Regions from separate parts of the Mus musculus genome. Here all the other regions are linked to region 3. Evidence: chromatin contacts called from public Hi-C and HiChIP or PLAC-seq data. All regions are on one chromosome and are shown on one strand. Each heading gives the region's core, a stretch centred on a gene start, on an enhancer-like site or on the middle of the called end of the contact. The rest is flanking DNA. Distances are from core to core; before and after follow the strand shown. Region 1 has its middle 70 kb from the start of Gm19585. Region 2 has its middle 87 kb from the start of Gm19585. Region 3 has its middle 130 kb from the start of Gm27217.

Region 1 (3,693 bases), core at 644-3,143, 390 kb before region 3:
ACATGAAACTCAAGAAAAATGAAGACTGAAGCGTGGACACTATGCCCCTCCTTAGAAGTGGGAACAAAACACCCTTGGAAGGAGTTACAGAGACAAAGTTTGGAGCTGAGATGAAAGGATGGACCATGTAGAGACTGCCATACCCAGGGATCCACCCCATAATCAGCATCCAAACACTGACACCATTGCATACACTAGCAAGATTTTATCGAAAGGACCCAGATGTAGCTGTCTCTTGTGAGGCTGGCCATATTCTTAAACTTTCTATCTACCCTTCTATTCCCACTGTCCATAAAACAGACTAGAAAAATGAGGCATGAAGTCTCTGGTCTGCTGAACCTGGCTTTCTCTGGGGTTTACTTTTGAATAAAATGGATTTCTATTATAATGAGGCTGCCAAGGTGAAGGGCACCTTCTGTTCTCCCAAGTAGAAATGGAGGAAGAGTAGGATTGGTGTGACTCATGCGTATTTTAATTTTGCCTTGTGCAGGGCCTTCGGCTTGAGGTTTTGTTTTCTTCTGGTGCTAAAATCAACATCTTACTGTAAGGCAGGGGGTTAGATCAAAGGGCGAAGTTTGGAGAGAAGGCACAGTGGTTAAGAGTGCATACTGACTGTTCTTGCACAGGTCCTAAGTTTGAATCCCACGACCCATGTCTAAGGGCTCACCACTGACTGTAACTCCAGCTCCATGGGATCAATATCCTCTTCAGGCTTTCATGGGGACTTACATCTCCCCCCCCCCCCACGTACACATGTACACATAACTAAAAATAAAATAAATATTTAAAAATATTCCAGAACATAGGCCAGGAACATTACGCCTAGGGGATCTGATGAGCCCCATAAAAGTCAATACTTCTTTCCCATTTTATAGCCTTCGCTTTGTAGACTGAGTGCTGGGAGCGGAAAAAAAAATGGCCAGGCTCTGGGAGATGGCAGTTTCAAAGTGTTCCATGCCAACGTCCATCTGGGATCCAAAACCCTCCCCTCCCGCTGCTTGTTTCTGTGTGCATGCTGTCTGATGTGTCTCTACATGCCTCTGTGATTGCACACGGCTGTCAGTCAGGGAAGCAGCAGATACCAACAGATTCTGTCTCACCAGCTGATGGCCCAGGCCGCCTGGGCGGCTGATCAGCAGAGATTCCTTGCAGACCTGCAGGAACTGCTTGTGGCTAACTGTATTTTAAGAAATTGGTTTGCTTTATTTACAGAGTGATCCCTCGAAAGGTTTCCCAGCAGGACCTAAATTGGTGCTTTTGTGCAAAAGAATTAAAAAGCAGGTTCCAGCCGTGTCGTTTATGGAGGTCTGCCGTGTACACAATACAGACAACGCAAGGCCTTAATGTTTTATTAGATTGGAATCATTTCTGGCATTTAAACATTTTGATGAAATTTGTTCAGTTTTCTGGGTGTGTTTTATATGAAAAAATTAAATGTTTTTTTGGCAGTTCTATTAAATAGATACTGGCAACATCTCAACGTAGTTTAGTAATTTAGAAATCAATGATAAAACATTTTATTTAATCCACCAATTGAGAGCTTTATTGTGGTGATTCTCTTTTCTTCTGGGCCACACACGATCACCACAACCATGTGCAAGGAGTAAATGAGAATTAAGGATACAGGATAGGTTCTTTTCACTCAAGAAAACCAGCCAAAAATCCACCTCCATACTGAGACTGCCCCAGATGTGATTGAGGGGACTCGGGGAAGGTGTCACACATAGGTAGAGGTACACAGGATGCTTTGCATTTGCCAAGGAGGGTAAGCTGAGTCTCAGTGCCAACCTTGTTCCTTTGTTCAGGGCACAGAACCGTGACCTAGCACTCCTCACGAAGCCTGGAGTGCTTCCCCTTTCTCAAATGACACTTGTGCTTCTGCCGTGGCTTCTTGAGCTTTCTTTTCTAAAAGCCTTAGCTTCCGGGTTGGTTTCTCTTCACAAATCGGCCACAAGTACCAAGGCTAAGATGTTTCTCCTTTGTGCCTTGACCCCTATTTCATGAGATTGCTCTGAGAATCTCCTGTGGATTAGCACATAGATCTATATGTAGCCAGCGTCTGTTGAGTGACTTTGTCGTGCTCAGATGGATGCCATTAAAGTTAAGGCAGTCCACATTTGGACCTAGAAACCACATTAGTCATATTGTAGGGAGAAACTCAGAGTCCTCCTTCCTAGCACTCTCTTCCTAGTGTGATGGACTATGATCCTTCCTTACTTGTGATGTCCATTCTTTTCCTAGTATCCAGGATCCATACTGGGCAAAAGTACGTCCTTGCCTGTGATCTGTGATAGGCAGTGATGATCCTTCCTCATCTGTGACTCTAGGGTAATTGTCCTCTGTTGGGATAGAAATGCAACTGGCATAAACTCAAGGTGGTAAATGTCCAGTGACTGTCATGAAAAGCTATTGATCTCTGCAGTGAGCAGCTTTGGGAAAACCTCAGAGGTAGGATTTCTTGGGCCGGTGGTCTGGCTGTGCAGGTTAAAGTGCATCACTCACACACCTGGCCATTTGAATTCTATCGCTGGAGCCTCTTGTAAAGGTAGACGTAGAGAATCAACTTCACAGTGTTGTCCTCTGATCTTCTCAGATTAGAGGGGGCACAGCCCCTCCCCCACAGTCCTTTACCCTGCACCCTCCCTCACAGACACACACACACACACACACACACACACACACACACACACACTTAGGATACTTTCCTGTTGAGCTGATCCTGGAGAGGCTTCACCTCAGAATTTCTTCCCTTAGTTTTTAAATTAGGAAAAGAGAGAAAGAGAAGATTTGGATGCCATGATGGATGGAAAAAGGGGAGAAAGTAGGGAGAAGGACAAATTCCTGGGAGAACAGGGCCACATGCACCTTTGACTATGTGTAAGAGAAGACTTGAAGGGAGAACATCTTCTCAGTTAGGAAAACAAACCTACAGCCATCAACATACAAGATGTAATCACAGAAATCAGGGAAAGGGTCTAATCTGGGTAGCTTTGGAAATATAACTAAGCCCAAATAGCCAAGTGGCTGGGCATGAAATGACCTGTCTTTCAGTTTAATTTTCATAGTGGACAACCTACCAAGAGTCAGACATAGGGACAAAGGAAAAGGTGGGACTCAGTCCCTGGAAAGCACTGAGCTTTCTTCTTTGGTGACGTGAGATTTTGGTCAGCCCTGTTTTATTTCTGGGTGTCTGTGGAAAGGATAGCTGCTAGTGAATTTTCCTAGTGGTTCTTGTTTATGGTCTCGGAATATAGAGCTGCCACCCTGCTCTGTTTGTCCCACCCTCTTCTACTTTCATCTCTCTCTCACTGAGCTGTTGCCATTTTTTACTCCATATTGCCTATTGTACACCATATAGTTTTCCAGAGTTGTGGCTGAGAGAGGAGGAATAGATGTTTCCAGGGGGACACATCAGGAGCATTTTTCATTGTTGCTAGATCACAAGACATTGTCAGGGAAGAGTTACTCCTTGATGCTTCCCGATAAGCTCAGGGACCCCATGAGCCCAAGGACAGCCTAGGAGACTCAGAGGGTGCAGATGCCACTGGACTGCTAGACATTTCCCATCATTCAAGGCCTCTCCCCAGGATTTCCTCCTTCCTATGTCCCTCCAACAAAGCTCCTTTATGGAGGGAAGCTAACATTGCCTTCAGTAGCTGGCACTTGATACAGCCACGGGGGAGATTATAGTCC
Region 2 (3,972 bases), core at 605-3,104, 410 kb before region 3:
CGATGCCTCTAATTCAGCAGCCCGCCCCCCACCCTTCACAGGAAAGCTGCAAGGAATTACAATCAAACTGAAGACTTGTTAGGGGAATGGGGCTGCTTCCAAGACAGGATTGCTAAAGATGCTCTGGATACGGGGTTGCACATAAAATACAAACCCAGAGTGGAACTAAGAGAGAGCCCTCCTCCCTCCGTAGATAAGATGGGATGCTGCTGTCGTTCAGGCACAAAGTGGCCTGCTGTACTTCAGTCTCAGCTGATAGTCTCACATTTGGCAGGGACTTCCCTATTTTTTCACAGGCCATTTATTTGGGAATGTGTTTTACAGGTGGCCCTGCTGCTGGGTCCAATCCCAGGGCTTATGTGGAGCAGGCCACTGCACATCTTTGTGGCTGAAGAGAGTGTCACTTAATATGGCTACCATTGGCCAATATTTGGGAAATTCTCTCTCTCTCTCTCTTTTTTGTCTCTGCACTTCTCCCTGGCCTGTTGAGAAATCATAGTTCAAATGCCAGCTGAACCCGTCACGAAGGGGTAGGCAAGAGGGTGATTGCTGAAGTTTCCATTTCTGCTTGGGTTCATATATGGTCTCTGGGGGTGACCCTAGGAGCAGGTGGGATTTATTTGTCCCCACTTCCCTTCATTAAAACCTGTCTTGGAAAAGAGTCTATTTGAAGGAGTTATTGAAAGTGGTAGATATTTTCTGCCCACTGGCAGAGGGAGAAGCGATGCACACGTCTGAATAAATAACTGAAAATGGCTTCTCACTGTTCAGGAAGTACAATCAATTTGAAATTAGGATTATGGAAACATCTGCGAAAATTCAAGTGTCATCTCAATTTGGGCTCATTCAGATCCTGTATTTTTCAACTTCCCAAGCAGTGCATTTAAAATCTAATCCTAATTAACACACATAGTTTAATTATAGCCAACAAAATATTCTACAAAAATTGTGTGTGCTGGTTGGGGGGATGGGAGGGGAGGGAGGAGGCGAGGGGGAAAGCCAGACAAGTGTTCCCTGATTGTAAAAATTCTTGTTTGGTTAATAATATAAATCCTCAAGATTTTAAACACACATCCAAGTTTGCTTCTCTTGAATCCAAGTTAAGGAAAGAAAGGAAGGAAGGGAGGAAAGAAGGAAGGGAGAGAGGGAAGGAAGGAGGGAGGGGAGGAAGGAAGGAAGAAAGAAGGAAGACAGAAGGAAAGAAGGAAGAAAGGAAGACAGAAGGAAGGAAGGAGGGAAGGAAGGAAGGAGGGAAGGAAGGAAGGAAGGAAGGAAGGAAGAAAGAAAGAAAGAAAGAAAGAAAGAAAGAAAGAAAGAAAGGACACAGAAGGAAAGAAGGAAGGAGGGAGGGTAGGAAGGAAGGAAGACAGAAGGAAGGAAGGAGGGAGGGAGGAGAGGAAGAAGGAAGAAAGGAGGGAAGGAAGGAAGGAGGGAAGAAAGGAAGGAGGGAAGGAAGAAAGGTCGACAAAAGGAAGAGAGGAACCAAGGTAGGAAGGAAGGGAGGAAAAATAAGCAGAAGCATAGAGCTTGCCTCAATCTTGGTATTATTTTTCACTTCCTTCCCATTTCTTGCTAACCTGGACAGAACAAAAACCTTATTAATTTGGTTCATAGATCCTCTTCTGTGAAGACCCTTGTTGCTTTGCTTATTTTCTTTCTCTGATCAGAAGATAAACCTTTATGACTGTGTATGCGTCCAAAGGAAGAAATAAATCTACTTTTCACGAAGCAAACTTTATGATGTGTTGTTTAGTGGTGAGCGGCCCCTCTAAGGATTTGAGGGCTTAGCTGAGCAGCGTGGCAACGCGGCTGCGAGCTTTATTGGAGCTTCACCCTAATCAGCGAAAACCACGGCAATCAACCATCTTGTAGAATTACCAGAGCTCCCCCCCACCCCCCAGCCCAAGCTTGGAGGAAGTGGGATGTGCAAAGGGAGTGTCAATTTGAAAGAAAACAAACTGAAAGTCACACAAGGAAGAGAGGGAGGGAAAACCACCTTGGAACTCCACACAATTTTAACTAAAATTGACTTTGAGAGAGATCTCAAAAATTCAATTTGGCTTCCTCTCTGTCACTTCTGTATCATCTCAGCTGTAATAGATGTAAGGGGAAGTACGATTTTGCTTCTCTTCCTTTGCATCTTGTTTCTTTGTTACTTAAACACAGAGAACTGACTTTTAAGTCCTCTTTGCTCAGGGGCTCTCAACCTTCCTGATGCTGTGACCGTTTCATCTGGTTCCTCATGACGTGATGATCAACAGCTATAAAATTAGTTTCATTGCTACTTCATTACTGTAAATTTGCTACTGTTGTGAGCTGCAATGTAAATGTCCGTGTTTCTGGATGGTTTTAGGGGATGCTTGTGAAAGGTCTTAGTGGTTTCTTTGCATCGTTACTGTGAGCGATGGGAGAGCTCACAGTATCAGTGTTGGCCTCTCCGTGTCACTGTGGAATCTGGCGCTATGAAATCAGACTCAATTTATTAGGATAATTGAAAGTTTTGAGGAGAGTAGTTTTCCCCTTCTTGGATTAATACAACTGTGGTTTCAGGGTTAATACAACTTAGAGGCTGAGAAGTGTTGACACATTTTATTATCTTTGCCCTGGCTTTGATTATGATTGCAATTCCATTCCTTTGAAGACCATGTTTTAGAGAACCCTATAGCAATGGAGCTCTTTTCAACAGTCCAGGAGGAATGAGGAAATAACAGAGAATGGGCTTTATTTTGGGGGATGCATTTCTCGGCAGAGAGTAGGGAGCTTCAAACCCCTAACCCCACAGGAATATAAGGACTAGTCTTGAAATGATAGCTGTGCAATAAATTTTCATCAATCCCTACCTAGTGCACAGAAGACCTGATGTATCATTCTTACTTCCTCTTTCTTCTCTGACCCCCTTCGCTCTGCTGTGTAGCAGCAGCGTATCCTCCAGTACCACAAGGGAAGAGACCATTTCTTTCCAGAGCTGTCAAAATGCTTAGCCTACCGTCAGGTACAACTAGAGAGGGAAGAACAGGAACTGACCTGCAGAGTAGATTCAATTTACTGCTTTCAATGAGGACATTAGAGACATGATTTTTTTTTTTTGAAGGAGAAGTTGGGGATAAAATATTTACTGAATGAGGCATCCTGATATCTTATTGGAAAAGATCCTAAGTTCTCACTTGAAAAAAAACAAAAACAAAAAACAACATTGTAGAGTAGTCGTGGTCAAGGAAAGACTCAAGATCAGAAAAACTGCAGGGAATTCAGAAGTCAATCAGACTTTGGTGTGGGACCACTGGATCCTGTGACTCCCTATCCGTTGATAGCGCTGCTATGCATTAAGCCCTTGGTCCTGCCTCTGTGGCAGAGATGTAGAGTGCCAGTAATAATCAAATGAGATAAATAATGCTCATAGATTTCTTCTCAAATTGCATGGAAATTAGTTGAGGATCACAAATTCAAGCGATTATTATTAGCCATGGATATTTTTATTTTTATAAAACACCATTTCAAGGTTTGAAGAGAAAAATACAAATAGTTAAACTGTCCTGAACACCACGGGCTGAAACACCCCCAGACTCTCTCATCTTCTAGATTTTGTGTGTATGGAGTTGTATGCATTCTATGAAGGGCTGGCCTTGTTTACTGGTACATCATGGAAGCTGCTGATTTAGAAAAAGGACCAGGCTGGCAGTAACTCTTGATTCCCCTGCCTCAGATCCCAAGTGCTAAGATTACAGACATCCACCACCACTTCTGGCTTTCAAATACACTTATCCAAGTATAACCGCCGATTTAACAGGTATTCTGGTACTGTGCTGATCAAAAAGGAATTATTTTTAAAAATGCACAAAAGAATTAATACCAGTCTCATTTAGTATTGAGAAGCCATCCATTTGCTGCTCTTTCCATTGTTGGGCCCAAACTAACTCGGAGAACAAGTTAAATGAGTGACTTATTCGGCTCAGAGTTTCGGAGGGCTCAGTC
Region 3 (3,526 bases), core at 660-3,159:
TTTTTTTTTTAAACTTTTATTTATGGCTACTTCTTTGTTTTTATTTGTTGGATATAAAAACAGGGTTTTGTTATGTATCACAGCCTGGTCTGGATATCAATCCTGCCTCAGCTGGATTACAGGTGTGCCCAGTCATATTTGGCTTGATAATTTCAACCTTTGACAAGGGAAAAAAGAAAAGCAAGGTCCAGAGGAGTTGGGTTCAAATAAGAAAGCACTCAGCAAGTCAAAGATCAAAGTCCCTGTGATATATAGATGCCAAACACCTCAAAAACATGGCACAAACACTCATGAAATGGGACATATCCATTCATAGGGAAATCAGGTACAGCATCAAAAAGGGAGGTATATATATATATATATATATATATATATGCCTAGGATTTGATGACAAAGAGCAAGTGAAAACCATGGGTCATTCTACTTTTTGTTCTACATCTATGCATGGCAAAAATAATGCTCTGCCATAAACTGTACTCAGACTTCTGCTGAAGCAATCAGCAAGCTGTCTCCTTCAAATAAGGAGTAAAGCTGAGTATTGTTCAGTTCCTGTTTGGCACTTTCATACTGCTACCAGGTATCAACAAAGGCATATTTGGAATATTTGTGTCATGCAGCCATGGCCTGGGGTATTTTCTTATATATATATATGAATGATAGGGTTCAGAAAGAGTAGAAGGAGCTTTCATTTTGCCTGAATTGTATTCTACATTAAGTAAATTTTGTTCTCATGAAATTTCAGAATGCTTTAATAACTTGCCCAAAGACATACAATTGCTCTATTATTATTATCAACTCAAGATCTATGCTTAGGACTGTTAAGTGTGAAGAATGAACACTCTACTTCTTGAAATTCTGAAGATAGTTTGTCCTCAGTTTTGATGAAGAGCACAATTATAGCTTTGAGGATTCAAGCATATTAGCTATATCTTTTTTTTTTTTTTTGCTGTGATAAAACAGGAACTTTGAACAGGTCACATAAGTCAAGAACATAGAGAAATAATTCATACTAGTTTGCGCTCAGCTGGTTCTCTCTACTCTTACAGTTCAGGATTCCTTGGCTAGGGAATAGTGCCTCCCACAGTGGTGGGTTTTCACACATCAATTAACATGATCAGGATAGCAATGGGCATGTCCACAAACCAACCTGACCTAGACAATATCTCATTGAGCCTCACTTCCCAAACCTTAGGTTGTGTCAAGCTGACAATTAAAATGATCCATCACACTAACTACTTCATCAGATATGTGTAACAAATCTCAAAATCTTTGCTGGTTCTGTTCCTCCAAATAATTATCCACACTCTGCCCCTGTTTATAACCCTGTTCCATTTTCCAAAAAAAAAAAATCTCTCTATTATTCACAGGAAACCTACACTCACCTGTTCTGATTTCACAGGGGTATTACATCAGCAATCTGAGCCACTCTGCTGTGTTTAAAGCTGTCTATTACCTTTCATCTAATTTTATGTGCTGGTGTCCTTTGCCCAGTACTCAAGGGTTCATTCTATTCCTATTCCTTTTTGTACATCTCAAAACTGACAAAACAGGTGCATAATGAGTGCTTAAACATTGCTTGACATACTAGAACCATGCAGCAAGTTAACGCAAGTGCTAGTAAATACAACTTAAACCGAAGTGTTTTTATCCCCTCACGTTGAGAGTAACATGGAATGTATTTATTATTTAATTTTCGTTGTAACCAAAATGTCTGAGAGAAGCAATATGAGGGAGAACAATTTCAATTTCGCTTTTGACCCCAAAGGGTTTATTTCATAGTTGTTTGTCTCCTGAGCTTGAATAAGATACTACAGCATCAGAAACATGCGGCCAGGAAGCAGAGAGAGTGACAGGAAGTCAAATGAGGTGTAGCCTTCAAAGGCCTTCTCTACAGGCCTACTTCTACTAGCTAGATTCTGCTTCTCAAAGATACCACAGCCCCCAACAGTAGCACCGTAAACGCCTGTGGAACCAATGTTCAAAACAGAAGCAGGTAGAGAGCATTTTCGATTCAAACCACAACAGTAAGCTAGCCATGGCATGATGGTAGTGACCTACTTCTTTCAAACCAAGCCAGCACAAGACTATGAGCTCTTTAAAATAAGTGTCTCACTCATAGCAAACTGACAGGTATGTCACAGCACCAACTCTGGAGTCTAATTCATGCTCAGAGTCATACTTCCGCTAACTGGAGTTCAAGTCTTAATTTATAAAACGGGCTGAGTGTTGACACAAAGAGATGATTGCCCTTGGAAGGTAAGTTTAATGTAGCCCTAGAAATGAGAGATGGGGCCCATCCCACTGAGCTAGAGAAGGAAGATTCTTATACAGGCAGGAGGTAGAACTGGTGTCAGTCGAGTTGGTCCAGAACTTGCACTGTGGCTTTTGCGGTCAAAGGCAGTGGGGATAAAATAAAGGAGTTAAGACTGGTGAATATGAATATTTGCGGTGGGCTTTTGGCTACAGGAAGGTTTTCTATTATTTGGCACCTGGTTCTGAAGGAGAAATATTACTTGGGATGTGAGTTAGATGAGAGCTCCTTGGGAGAAAAGTCTAGGGATTCCTGCATACAAAAGATGCACACCTACCATTAATTCTTTATTAACTCTAAAGTTTCCTGTCACTAGAAAGGGCAGTCTCCCTAACATCATGATTCTTAAGGTTAAAAGCATTACAAATAAAGCATTGAGAATAAAACTCATAGCCAGTACAGTGACATTGAACAAGTTTGTCAACCTGACTTACTTTACTCATCTATAAACTGGGCACAATAATAATAATCATGACACCACAGGGCTGCTGTGAGGGCTAAATGAACTAATATAAAGAGCATGGAGAACAGAGTGTGACGCATAGGGAATATGATATTAAAACCATAGATACTTGTCATCACAATACCTCTCGATGCCCCCCAAAAGGACAAGGATGCTTTGAGAGTTCCAGATGCATGCATGAATGTCAGTATGAATGTGACTTTTCATGACCATATATGTGCATTTCTTTTAAGGAATTTATATTTCTAAGTTCTTAGAAAGAGAAAATGAGTTCTTGAGTTAAGTGGGAAGCAAAGTAAAGACGATCACTTCAGGTAAGGAGACTCCGAGGCTCTGCAGCCCGAGCTGCTGATTTCCTACAGTGCTGATTCCAAGCCATCTGTCTCTGCCTGGGCATTTAAGGCAGACATTTGTCTTTCAAGTTTCTTCCAGCAACATCACAGTCACCAAATGAAGCCTAATCTCTCCCATCTATAACCCAGTGAGGTTTTGTTGGACTGGGTAGCAGCGTTCCCAATTTGAAAGAGAAAAATTGCATCTTTAGACAGCAGCAGCACAAGTCACCTGAGAAGTAGGTATTATTTAGGCCCCTGGTAGACTCTCTTCTATTAGCATCCATATAATGAAAAAGAGAGCAGCAGCATCTGTCTTTTCTTCTTCTGTTAAAGTTCAGTGAAATCTAGCAGACTCTGCCTGTTATGAGCATAGGAAATATCCCAGGTTCTACATTTCTGTTTGTTTGAGACAAGCCA

The links. A called contact is a pair of places that touch in the nucleus more often than the background predicts. HiChIP or PLAC-seq counts read pairs in DNA pulled down with a chosen protein or histone mark.
Region 1: a Hi-C map of Th1 cells shows a contact between it and region 3, with 4 times the contacts expected there. The contact joins two enhancer-like sites. A contact is called at or near these places in 1 of 15 datasets of contacts at CTCF or cohesin (pro-B cells), 2 of 484 Hi-C or Micro-C datasets (Th1 cells and cerebellar granule neurons) and 4 of 115 datasets of contacts at active chromatin or transcription factors (SST interneurons, memory CD8 T cells, regulatory T cell precursor and 1 more).
Region 2: an H3K27ac HiChIP or PLAC-seq map of regulatory T cell precursor shows a contact between it and region 3, with 9 times the contacts expected there. The contact joins two enhancer-like sites. A contact is called at or near these places in 1 of 484 Hi-C or Micro-C datasets (CD4 T cells) and 4 of 115 datasets of contacts at active chromatin or transcription factors (memory CD8 T cells, regulatory T cell precursor, thymic regulatory T cells and 1 more).

Annotation. Positions count from the first base shown.
Region 1 is chr17:52,077,653-52,081,345 of GRCm38.p6, forward strand. No RefSeq gene overlaps it. Among named protein-coding and RNA genes, the nearest start is that of Gm19585, 70 kb to the right of the region's middle. Within about 2 kb of position 1,894, at least 30 of the 459 cell types and tissues checked have an H3K27ac peak or open chromatin away from gene starts, as enhancers often do. A contact at or near this core is called in Th1 cells, memory CD8 T cells and regulatory T cell precursor, where this site is marked.
Region 2 is chr17:52,060,432-52,064,403 of GRCm38.p6, forward strand. No RefSeq gene overlaps it. Among named protein-coding and RNA genes, the nearest start is that of Gm19585, 87 kb to the right of the region's middle. Within about 2 kb of position 1,855, at least 25 of the 459 cell types and tissues checked have an H3K27ac peak or open chromatin away from gene starts, as enhancers often do. A contact at or near this core is called in memory CD8 T cells, regulatory T cell precursor and thymic regulatory T cells, where this site is marked.
Region 3 is chr17:52,466,677-52,470,202 of GRCm38.p6, forward strand. No RefSeq gene overlaps it. Among named protein-coding and RNA genes, the nearest start is that of Gm27217, 130 kb to the right of the region's middle. Within about 2 kb of position 1,910, at least 32 of the 459 cell types and tissues checked have an H3K27ac peak or open chromatin away from gene starts, as enhancers often do. A contact at or near this core is called in Th1 cells, memory CD8 T cells, regulatory T cell precursor and 1 more, where this site is marked.